Linked DNA regions of Anas platyrhynchos: region 2 is linked to region 1. The links are chromatin contacts, called in public Hi-C maps. All regions are on one chromosome and are shown on one strand. Each heading gives the region's core, a stretch centred on a gene start, on an enhancer-like site or on the middle of the called end of the contact. The rest is flanking DNA. Distances are from core to core; before and after follow the strand shown. Region 1 holds the start of P4HA2 (prolyl 4-hydroxylase subunit alpha 2). Region 2 has its middle 14 kb from the start of ACSL6.

Region 1 (5,165 bases), core at 1,288-3,787:
CGGGATGGCTTCCTGACAAATGCTCTGGGTCAGAGCTGGCTCTGTGATTTTTGCTACCAGCTGGTACCAGCCAGGGCTGAGCCTGCAGGCACAGCCAGAGCAGGAGATGCAGTTGAACACTGTGCCCACACCCTCCCTCACTTCAGAACCCCATCCTTCTGCCCGTCATGGAGTTAGTATTCCCTTTGGTGCCCCAAATCATCAGCTTGTAAGATCCATCTATGCACACTAAGGTGAGACTAACAAGCAGATGGCACTTCTGCAGACACCACTTCCTAGCGTAGCATGACCTGTTAGCTCTGGTAGTTGTAAAGACAGTGGTCACACTTTTGGCTGAGCCTTTGACCAGCACAGAGATGATGTTGGCATGCCTTTGTTTTGGGTTTCCCATTCTTTCTTCTCTAGGATCTGGTGTGATTGTTTTTCATTCATTAAAAAAAAAAAAAAAAAAAAAAAAAAGGAAGTCAATAGGCACACAGCTAAATTTAGAATTTATTTTTAGAATTTATTTGTGTACGAGGTCTTTTCACACATGTACTTTTTAAAACTCAGTTTCAGAAATCTGAGCTCCACTGAGGTCAGAGGAGTTTCGTTATCCCTGCCTCCTCCATTCTGACCCAGTGCATTGTTTTATGGGAAATACTATACTGTACTATGTAAGTACTCTTAGATAGTTTTAATATTTCCTCTGCTAAGGTCTCAGACAAAAGTCTTGTAATATGAGAGGCAAGGGGGGCATCCAGAAATATTTGTGTGTGCATCTGGCAGCCAAGCTCTCTGCAAAGTGATTTGATTCCACTCTCAGGGAAAGCAGTGGTTTGAAACTCTAGCAGGATGCTTGCTTCTCCTGGTTTTAGACCAGATCTCAATGCCACAACTATTTAGGTGCTAGCTGGGGTTGTGCTAAAGTGAGCTCAGCCTGGACTGGTAGAATCAGATGATGAAAAAACGCCTCCAAGCCATTCCCCGCTGCTCTCCTTGGACCTTGGCTCAGCAGGCAGTGCCTCCTTCTCCTCTCGGACCAGAAATCTCTCCCCCCTCTCCAGGGCAGCAGCAAAGGAGCTGTTTTTAACCTGACACATGCTCCTGCTCCCAGCCAAGGCCACTCAGCAAACTCAGCAGCTTTATGTAAAGGAAGAATTTCAAAGCAAATATAGCTAGAGCAAAACTGGTGCGTTATAAGGATAACATGATACAGGACTTAGAAACATTGGATAGTTGAGGTGCTTTGTGCTAATACTGCATCCTATTGTCTATATATACAGTCAAAAGGACTGTACAGCCGGTTATTTGCAAGAGAAAAGACAGATCAGTGTTCTCATGTTCCCTCTAAAAACTCTTTTAGTCCTTTCCACTAAAACAGGGGGGGGGGAAATCTATTTCTCCATAACATAAGAACAAAAAGTTTGTCAAAAAATAGGTTAAAAAAAAAGGATCAGAACTGGATAAAAATTCTGGCTCTAAATCACATCATTATCTCTGAAGACTAATGCTGTTTGTACAGTCTCTAAAATGCGCTAAGATGTTGAGTACAGTCACAGCCTTACAGATTGCTTCTGTCACTGACAGTAATGTAATCTTTTGTAAATATGTGATGGAAATTAACTATACCCAAATAAATGCTAATGCACAAAGTGTACATATGTGCAGCGTGTGGAGCTTTTTAGTAAGTTTTGGTGACAGGACAGCTGGACCCTTTTATTATGGTTTATGATATTAGCAGTTGCTAAAAGCTTCAGTGAAATTATACCCTTGTGGTAGATATTTATTTCCTTATTTTTTCCACTTTCTCTATGCATTCTGATATGAGTCATCTCCCAAAGTCTTGCTTTCTCAGTTACATTTTGCTAGATTTCTGTTCAGTGTGTGTTTTGGTGATGAAATCCAGTGAAATCTGGAAAGCGAGAGGCTGCTCAGTGCTGTGCTCTGTATGGTCTGACTGAGTTCCTGGCTCTACTTCACATTTAAAAGGCGGTATTCTGGGCTAAGATTTAATGATGATTGGTAATGAAAGTCATTTTTAATGGGTGTATCAGTTTGTGTAGGGGATAAAATGTAAATTGGATGCCCTTGCGAGCTGGGGAATGATCTTTGCTGGCTTTGCTTCGGCTCTGTCTGTGCCCCAGTGCCTGACTCCGTCCTCACCCACAGCCGTGGGCAGATCCCAGCGCCAAGCCCAGGCCGTGTGGAACCAACTTGTACGTAGGGAACAGGGTGAGGACACAAAATATGCCCTAATCCCCTTTCAAAACACATTTTTCAGCTCCCACAAGGCCTACGGGGCAGTGCCAGGCGACGGCGATGCCCCCACCACACGCTGCTTTCCCTGTGGCGGAGCAGCAGCAGCCTGCAGCGCAGGCACCGGGAGGCGGGCGGGCAGCTTTTATGAGGAAAAACACCATTATAGGTGACAGAACCGGGGGGCAGAGGGGATCCCAGAGCCGGGGCTGAGCCCTCAGCGCCCTGTGGAGAGCCATGGCCGAGCCCTGAGGCGGTGGCGGGGCCGCTACTCGCGGCATTACGGCGGGCGGGCGGGGCGGGGGGCGCGGCTCTCGCAGCGGCGGCGGCTCAAGAGCAGCGGGGCCGGGCCGGGCCGGGCCCGGAGGGGGAGCGGACAGACGGCAGGAAGGACGGACAGACGGGCAGACGGACAGGAGGACGGGCTGGGGGCGCGGTGAGCCGGGGATGGGGTTGCTGGAGGGGTCTCGGGCACGCGAAGGGGCCGGGAGCGCGGCCAGGGTGTCCGCACCCCCCGGGTCCTGCTGTGGGGTTGTGGGGTGGGGGGGGGCAGCGGTGTTCGCGTGGATATCGCTTTGTGTCTTCCCTCCCTACTTCTTGTTTTTCCGTTTTTTTATTAAAAATCCCCGCCTCGAGCCACCTGCGGCTCCCCACGCCCGGTGTTGGCCGGTGCTGCCCGAGGAGCGAGGGAGAGTCCGAGGCCTCCGGCGGGCGGCCTGGAGGGAGCCGGGGCAAGGGCAAGGAGCCAGGGCTGTGAGGAGACACGGCGGGGACAGCCCCGTTCCCAAAACACCAGCAGCTGGGGGGCTGCTTCCCCTTCTCCATGCTGGGCTGGTTCCCCTTTTCCCTGCCCTGGGGTTCAGATGTGAGCGGTGGGGTCACGGCTGCGCTGACCGGCTCCCTGCGTATTTGCAGTCTGCTGTCACTTTGAGACGAAACACACGGCGTCTTCAGCTACATGCAGGCATCCAGAACTTGCTTCTTCCACTCTTATCTCCTCCTGCTTTAACACGAGACTTGTTTTTTTGGGAAATCCTCTCGCTGCTGTCACTGGTTGGGCAGCGATGCTGAGCCAGAGGCAGGCAGCAGCGGGTACAGGAGGGAGATTTTGGGGCAGCCCTGGCGGCTGTGGGCTGGTGCCAGAGCTGCAGCAGCACGCCTTCAAGGGCAGCCAGGAATAATTCAGCCCCAGGACACGCAGAACTTCGTTACAAGCTGGGAGGAAGAAGGACATGTACGTACAGGCCATGTTTTGGAGTCCTCTGGCTTCGTGCTGCTGCTGTTCCTCGCTGGTGATCGCCCTGAGTCAGGCTTTCCCAGAAGGTGTTTCGTAATAAAACTTCTTGCTCCTTAATTTTGTAGGTGTGTTGTGAGCGTGAAGCTGATCTGACAGACCCTGAGACCACTGCAGCCATCTTCTCCAGGCTGATACTTCAGCTTTCGGGCATCAAGGAGCTAGGAAACAATCTTGCAGGTACGTTGTAAATGTAAATTGCTACCAATAACCGCCGCTTGGGTCTTACAGGCAGAGCCCTAGGTAACAGCTGTAAATTGGCAATGCTGTGACATTAACAGGCAGGAATTTTGCTTCTTGCTTTTGGCATAATTTTTTGAGATTCTTTTTAATATAGCCCTTTCCAGTGCAGGAAGTACAAGCTATGGATGTGATTGTGTATTTCAAAGACAGTAACAGCAGGGGGAGCATGATTTACTGTTTAGTCTAAGTTTTTCATTCTAGATTTAAGTCAGGAATTTAGTCTGTTTGTAATTTCCATACTGTGCATATTGGCAAGCTTCCAAACAAGCAAGCTGTAAACATAGCTCTTTCTATAGCTAGTTCTGATTTTTGTGTATGGCTTTCTATATGTCTGCGAAACAAGGACCCAGGGTATGTTAGGAGGCATGTTCTAGGGTGATCTGAGATTCAGCCCCCACATCTCTGAGATAATGCCTTCATTTTAATTCAGCTGCTGTTATCAGTTGAAGGGAATACCTCACTGACCACAGACCTGTCATATAAAAAAATCTTTCTGAATAGATTTTTAATGTTATTTGAGCATATGGGAGGCTATCTTAAGCATTACGATGTACTAAAACTATGGGCTCTGCACAGAAAAATGAAGTCTGAATTTTAATGCTAGAAAACAAGCTTCAGTGGGGAAAAAAGCATGCAGTCCTGCTGTCTTGTCTCTAGTAACAGTGTGGGGTTTGGCTCTAGGCTGCTTCATGTCTGATGAGCTCACAGGCACTGCGGAGTAAGATGCAGGCAGGTTTGCTATACTTTAGATTTGCATGAATTTTCTTGTCTGCTGGGGTGCAGAATAAATGTTCTTGCTATGGTTTAAAAAAGTGGAAGTTAATCCAGATGCTTATACTTTCTAAGGGTGTTACAGCTAAGGATAATACAAACCACTTCATGTTCAAAAAATGCATGCAGTTTTGCATGGATGTCCTTTATCCTCGTTAATGTGTGCAAATGAACGGCTTTTTTCCTTTTGGCTTGCCTTGAAAAGTACAAGGGAATCATGTTATATTATTTGTTAGGCAATTATAATTGTTTTCAGATGCATATTAAGCCTTTGGCAAGAAAGGTAGTGATGTAGGCATAAGCAGCTTTGAGCAGAAAACTCAGTGTACTGAGGGAAGGAGCTGGGAAGCAGTTGCATGAGGAAGAAGAGCTCACTTGTGAGGAGGCACCGAACGTTGGAAGGAAGCAATGCCTTTTCTCTTTCCCTGGGTGTGACCAAGAGCTAGCTGTTTGTAGGAAGGGAGCTGTGTGCTGTGCTGATGGTGTTGGAAATCCTGTCGTGAGGGTGAAGGTGTGCCTGGGTGGGGTGCTGATAGGCATTTAAGGTCATACTTCTGGGGTTGGGAGTGGTTGAGTGTTGCAGCATCTGACTACAGCTGGATAATAGATTTTAACCCCT
Region 2 (5,165 bases), core at 928-3,427, 53 kb after region 1:
AGCAGAGCGGTCTTACCCCAGAGCTGAGGTCGGGCCACTGTGCGTTATTGCGGTGGTGACCAGAGGAAGGTCAGCTTTGCCTTGTGCTGGCCAGGGACGAGCATCAATTCAGTCCAATTGCAGGTGAGCAGGGGGGAACACCAGTCCCCATCGTGCTTAGCTGGTTTCTTAAAGAAAACCATGTTCCTCTGATTTATTGAGTTTGGGGATAAGATGAGTACAGCGTCCTGGACCCCTGCGTACCACACTCGGTGGAAACCAGAACTGCCCCCGGGGCTCAGACCCTCGTCCCCATCTGTTCCCTTCCTAGAGAGTGGGTGAACCAGGGCTCTGCACATCCCTGGCCCTGCTGAGGCTGGGAAGAGAAAGCAGAATTAGGAATGCTTTAAAGGGAACCAACGGGTCACAGATATTGCGTGGACGAGTGCACGTTCTGGTACTGTACAGCGTAGCCAGTTTCACGTGGAAAAATCTCACCCCTTGGAAGAGGCAGGGGGAATCAGGGCTGCAGCTAAACTTCCTATCAGTGAGCACCAGCGAATTAGTTTTTTTGTTTCTCACAGCTGACTGAAGAAACCAGAAACCTCTGTAGGAAGAGCAGAAGGGAAAGGAGTAGGCAGGATGGACTTTTACTGCTGGAAAAAACAGAAGTGCTGTGTCGGAACCCCACCTTGTTCTCTTTATTCTTTTTATAGCAGCTAATGGCATGCAAATGCGTTCTTAGATTGCAGCCAGGATGGAAAAAAAAAAAAAAAAAAAAAAAAGCTGATAAAATCAGAAAGGAGGATGGAACTTGCGGTGTGCTCATGTACGTACACTGATCAGTTGGTCTCTAACACACTGACTCATTTGCAACCAGTCAGAACTGAAACCGCTGTGACCACTCTGCTCATCTCATGGCAGGATCAGCGCTGACCTTTCTTTCCTTTCCTGCAGCGAGGGGATAGCTGCTGTGGGATGCTGCCGGGGCGCGGGGAGTTCCCTGACCACCTCCACCTCCGCCAAAAAAATCCGAGGAAGATTTGCACGAATGAGATGCGAGCTCCGATATGACTCCGCCGATATGATTTCATTGGGCAGAGCCATCCGAAGGATGCCCGTCCTCGTCAGACACCACATTAAATTAACGAGCAGAAAATAGCCTGGCCCATTAAGGGATAGCTGAAGGCCTAACAGAAAATTAACTGAGCAAATTAAAAAAAAATAATTTGCAAAGAAATTAACTGAAAATTAATGGGAGTTGTCAGGTTTCTGAGTGTGGAGGGATAGTGGCTTTCGTTTTTGGGAGCTGGGCTCTGTACGACTGGTGTGCAGTGATGGTGCAGGATGCTCCTCCGACCAAAATTCACCCTGCGAAGGGTTTGTTGGAGAGCCTCTGGGTCAGCACCATGATCATTGTATGTATCTGTGTATGATCATTATATGCTCATCACCACATGTAAACTGCTCCAGTGGGAGTTAGGCCAGCTGAAGGGCGATGTGAGCACCTCTCGTGAGATGCTCTTGTCATTCTAGGGGAAAGCAGCCTTTTTGAAGTAATTTTCCTCATTTATGGCACTTCATCTCAACATGATTTTCTTGCTCTCACTGCTCTATGAGAAGATTGATCAATGGCCCCTCTCACTCCGCTGAGTATCCTCTTCACACTTGTGTCAAGCTTGTGTCTATGCATTCTTGTGCAACCTGGAAATGTTTGTGTTTCTCCCCAAATCCTTGCCCTTGCAATATTTATAGCTTTCAGTGGTTCTCGTGCACAGCCAGGCAGAGCAAACCAACAGCTCCTGTCACCATGAGCTCCCCATTCCCCTCCTTGGCCCTTCTCTGTGTCTCTCCCACCCTGAATTAATCCTGAATGTGTGAGGCTGAAATATATTTTAACATTTATAAGGCTCTTTGCAGAGCAGCATCGACACCTCCTCGTCTCAGCACTGGAAGGAGTTAAGAGTGTTACATCTCTTGTGGTCTGCCTTGGCAGAAGGAAGGAAACTGTGCTTCTCCAAGCAGTGCGGGGCAGTACCAAGCGCTGCTCAGAGGCAGCAGAAAGGAAAAGTTGCTGCTGCTGGGGGCTGCGCTCAGCCCGTGCATCTGCAGCAGATGCGCAGCTCCGCTCCCCAGCCCCAGGACATTCCTTTCCCATTTCGTACTCTGTGGTCGCTGGGTCACGTCCAGGCGTCTGGACAGTGGGCTGGTGTCCCTGGAAAGCGGCCCTCGGAGCGCGGGTCCGAGATGGGCAGATCACCAAGCAGGGGCTGTGCATTTGGGAATAGTCCCTGGTAACACGAGGACTTTTTGGTTAATTAAAAAAAGAGATCTCCACGGGTTTTATTACTTCCTCTGTAGTTACTCAAAAAAAACAAACCCGTGAGTCACAGCGGCATGTCCTTCCTTCACAGGGCCAGCAGAGTATTGTGCAGATGAATGGGCTCAGAGATGAGTCCCCGGCCAGCTCACTGGTCACATCGCAGCCTCCAGACCCCCTGCTTCTATCCTTTGGAGGCTCTGCCAGGGCAATCTCTGTCCTAAGGGGGATTTAGCAGGCTCGGCTGCTCTCGGACTCATGGACTTTTTTGTAGCTCACCAACTTTGGGAAACAAGGAAAATCTCCCTGCTTGCTTGACGAGATGTTTTACCAGAGAGCCATGATGATTTCTTTACTTTTCAAGCAAAAATAAGGGTAAGTTCTGAATTTCATAGAATCCTAGAATCACAGGTTGGTAGGGACCTTGAAGCCCCCCTGTGCCACCCCCTGCCCTGGTCGTGCCCCCTGTCCCCAGCCCCAGCTCCCGGGGGCAGCCTGTTCGGTGCCTCGTCACCCTCAGTCATTTCACTGTGAAATTCCAAAACCAAACAGCTGTTTTTTCTGCCACAAGAGATTTCCTGGGCATTCCCTGTGCCTGTCCAGCCCCGGGACTGCGGGGTGCTGCACGTGGGCCGACAGACATTAGTGCATGCATGCGTCCGCCCCCAGCCCTGGCAGCAGAGTCCAGGGCACACCCCTCCCGAGCAAGCCAAAACCCAAAAACCTCAGCCATCAACACAAAACACCCGTTCCTATTTTCTGGCCGGAAACACGCCTGCAATTTCTAAAATCCTCCATCCACGGAGAGCAATTAAGGGACATCCCTGAGCTTGAATCTGCGGTGTCCCCAAGCTCCCCAAGACCCCGTGCGCTCCGGGGGAGCAGCCGTGGCCCCACGCCCCCCGCACCCTTCAGCTGCTCTCAGATGTGCGCGGTGGCTTTGGCAGCAGCTGGAGAGCAGGCGAAGAGCCAGGCCGTGTTCAGCAGCGGTGATTCACAGCCTGAGGAGGCACCCGTCTGAAACCCTGAGCGGCCAAGAGAAACGCAGATGATCCATCCAAACAGGCTGTAATGGGTGTTTGCAGGCACATCGCCCCACCCGCTGACCACCTCAGATTCGGCGCTGGGGAGCGGGTCACCAGGAAGGGACAATTCGTTGTTTTTTTTTTTTCAGTTGCAAAACCACCTCATATTACTGAGAAATGGATCGTGTTCCAAACACGACTGCTTGTGTGAAGGCACGACCGTGTTCTGCAGAAAATAAAAACAGTTTGTCAATCCTGATAAATGACTAATGAGAACTGAAGAACAAAAATAAAGCACTTTAATGAGGGAAAATGAGTAATCCACCAAATGCTTCGAGAAAAAAAGCAGGGAAATTACCCTTGAAGAGTATTAATCCGGATTTAGCTGCTGACTACAACTTGACAGAGTGCAGGCTGCCTTCACCTAGCCGTGAATGCATCCCCACCATCCCCACTGGGGCAGTGGTGCCACTTCTGTGCATCTGGCTTATACTTGGGGCGAAGAAATGATGTCCCTCGAAGCAGTGCTCAAACAGCAGAGGAGAGAGGGGAGGGAAGGAGCACGGGAGCAGCAGGCACTGCTGTGAGTAATTTTTGCTTATCAGAGAGTGCTCCACACAGCTCACACCTACATATCCTAAAAGCAGAGTGTGCCCCTGCTCATGCGACCTGCCCCACTGCCCACTCTCTTCCCCACTGGATCGCAGGCACTCGCCTTTCCTGCTGCTGATGGGAGCAAGCAGCAAAAATCGTACAGTAAAAGCCTGCTTCCTCTGCGAGCAAGCCTGCAGCTGCTTAGCTAAGAGTTGGAGCTCCGCAGCTTAGCTAAGGTTTGAAGGCATGCGTGTTTTATTGTGCTGCGATGATGCAAGATGCTTATCGGCGCGATAAAACAATGATGCAGCAGTTGTGGTCACCAAGCGCCGGTGCCTGTGGCAGCACAGCGGGGCAGTCATGCCAGGGACGTGAGTGTGCCACCCTCTTGAATCTGGGCATTCCCTGCGGCCCTGTTTGCACTTCGCTCCGCCGGTAGGTTCAGCGGTATTCGGGTTATTTACAAGCTGCTGCGTGGGATCGGGGATCAGGGCAGGGCTCTAAGAAACGCTGGCAAAATCAGCCTTTCCCTGGGGCTGCCGAGGGGCTGGGGCTGCTCTGAGCCCTGTGGGGCAGCGAGGAGGATGCTGAGCACCTCGGGGAGCACCGCAGGCCCCAGAGGAGCGCCCACCGCTGGGTACGGTGTCTGCTGGCTCTGCTTTGTCTGGAACCGGCCCAGCGTTGGCTCTGGTATTAACGCTTCACTTTTCCCTTTTGTTTGTCAGAGTTTCCTGGAGTGCTGTGCTGAGAAGGCTGAGCGTTAGTAATGTTTTCTACTTATAACACTGACTTTTCCTCCTTTTCATACTCCCACGATTCCCTGACTTCCCATTTGTCTGAAAAGTGAATTTAAGATTTAACGTAACATAAGGAAGTGCAATTTAAGATAACGTGTGTGAACAATTAAACATTTCATTGCTAGCACAAACCGCTGACGTTTGGTAGCAGCAGGACTCTCTTCAGGGCACCTCTCGCTATTCCCTGAACTTTTGTTGGCCCCGGGCATGGGGCTTGCCCGGGGGGCTGCAGGGGGTGTGTGTGTGGGGGGCATCCCATGGCCACCGCACAGAGCTATCAGCGGGGAAAATAATAATAAAAAATTGAAATAATAGTAATAACAATATATATTCATTACATAAATATATAGGGTTACATATATACTATATACTGTATCATATTATACATTATTTATTATATATAAGATTATATATTGTATATTATATAATATATTATATATAATATAATGT

Evidence for each region. Hi-C and Micro-C count contacts between places; a contact is called where the count stands out from the background.
Region 2: a Hi-C map of skeletal muscle shows a contact between it and region 1, with 2.0 times the contacts expected there. The contact joins the enhancer-like site here to the promoter of P4HA2 in region 1. A contact is called at or near these places in 2 of 8 Hi-C or Micro-C datasets (skeletal muscle and subcutaneous adipose tissue).

The regions. Positions count from the first base shown.
Region 1 is chr14:1,882,065-1,887,229 of IASCAAS_PekinDuck_T2T, forward strand. It overlaps P4HA2 (prolyl 4-hydroxylase subunit alpha 2), which reads left to right and starts at 2,538. Exons shown (of 17, transcript XR_011812655.1): 1 at 2,538-2,674; 2 at 3,601-3,712.
Region 2 is chr14:1,935,449-1,940,613 of IASCAAS_PekinDuck_T2T, forward strand. No RefSeq gene overlaps it. Among named protein-coding and RNA genes, the nearest start is that of ACSL6, 14 kb to the right of the region's middle. Within about 2 kb of position 2,178, at least 3 of the 8 cell types and tissues checked have an H3K27ac peak or open chromatin away from gene starts, as enhancers often do. A contact at or near this core is called in subcutaneous adipose tissue, where this site is marked.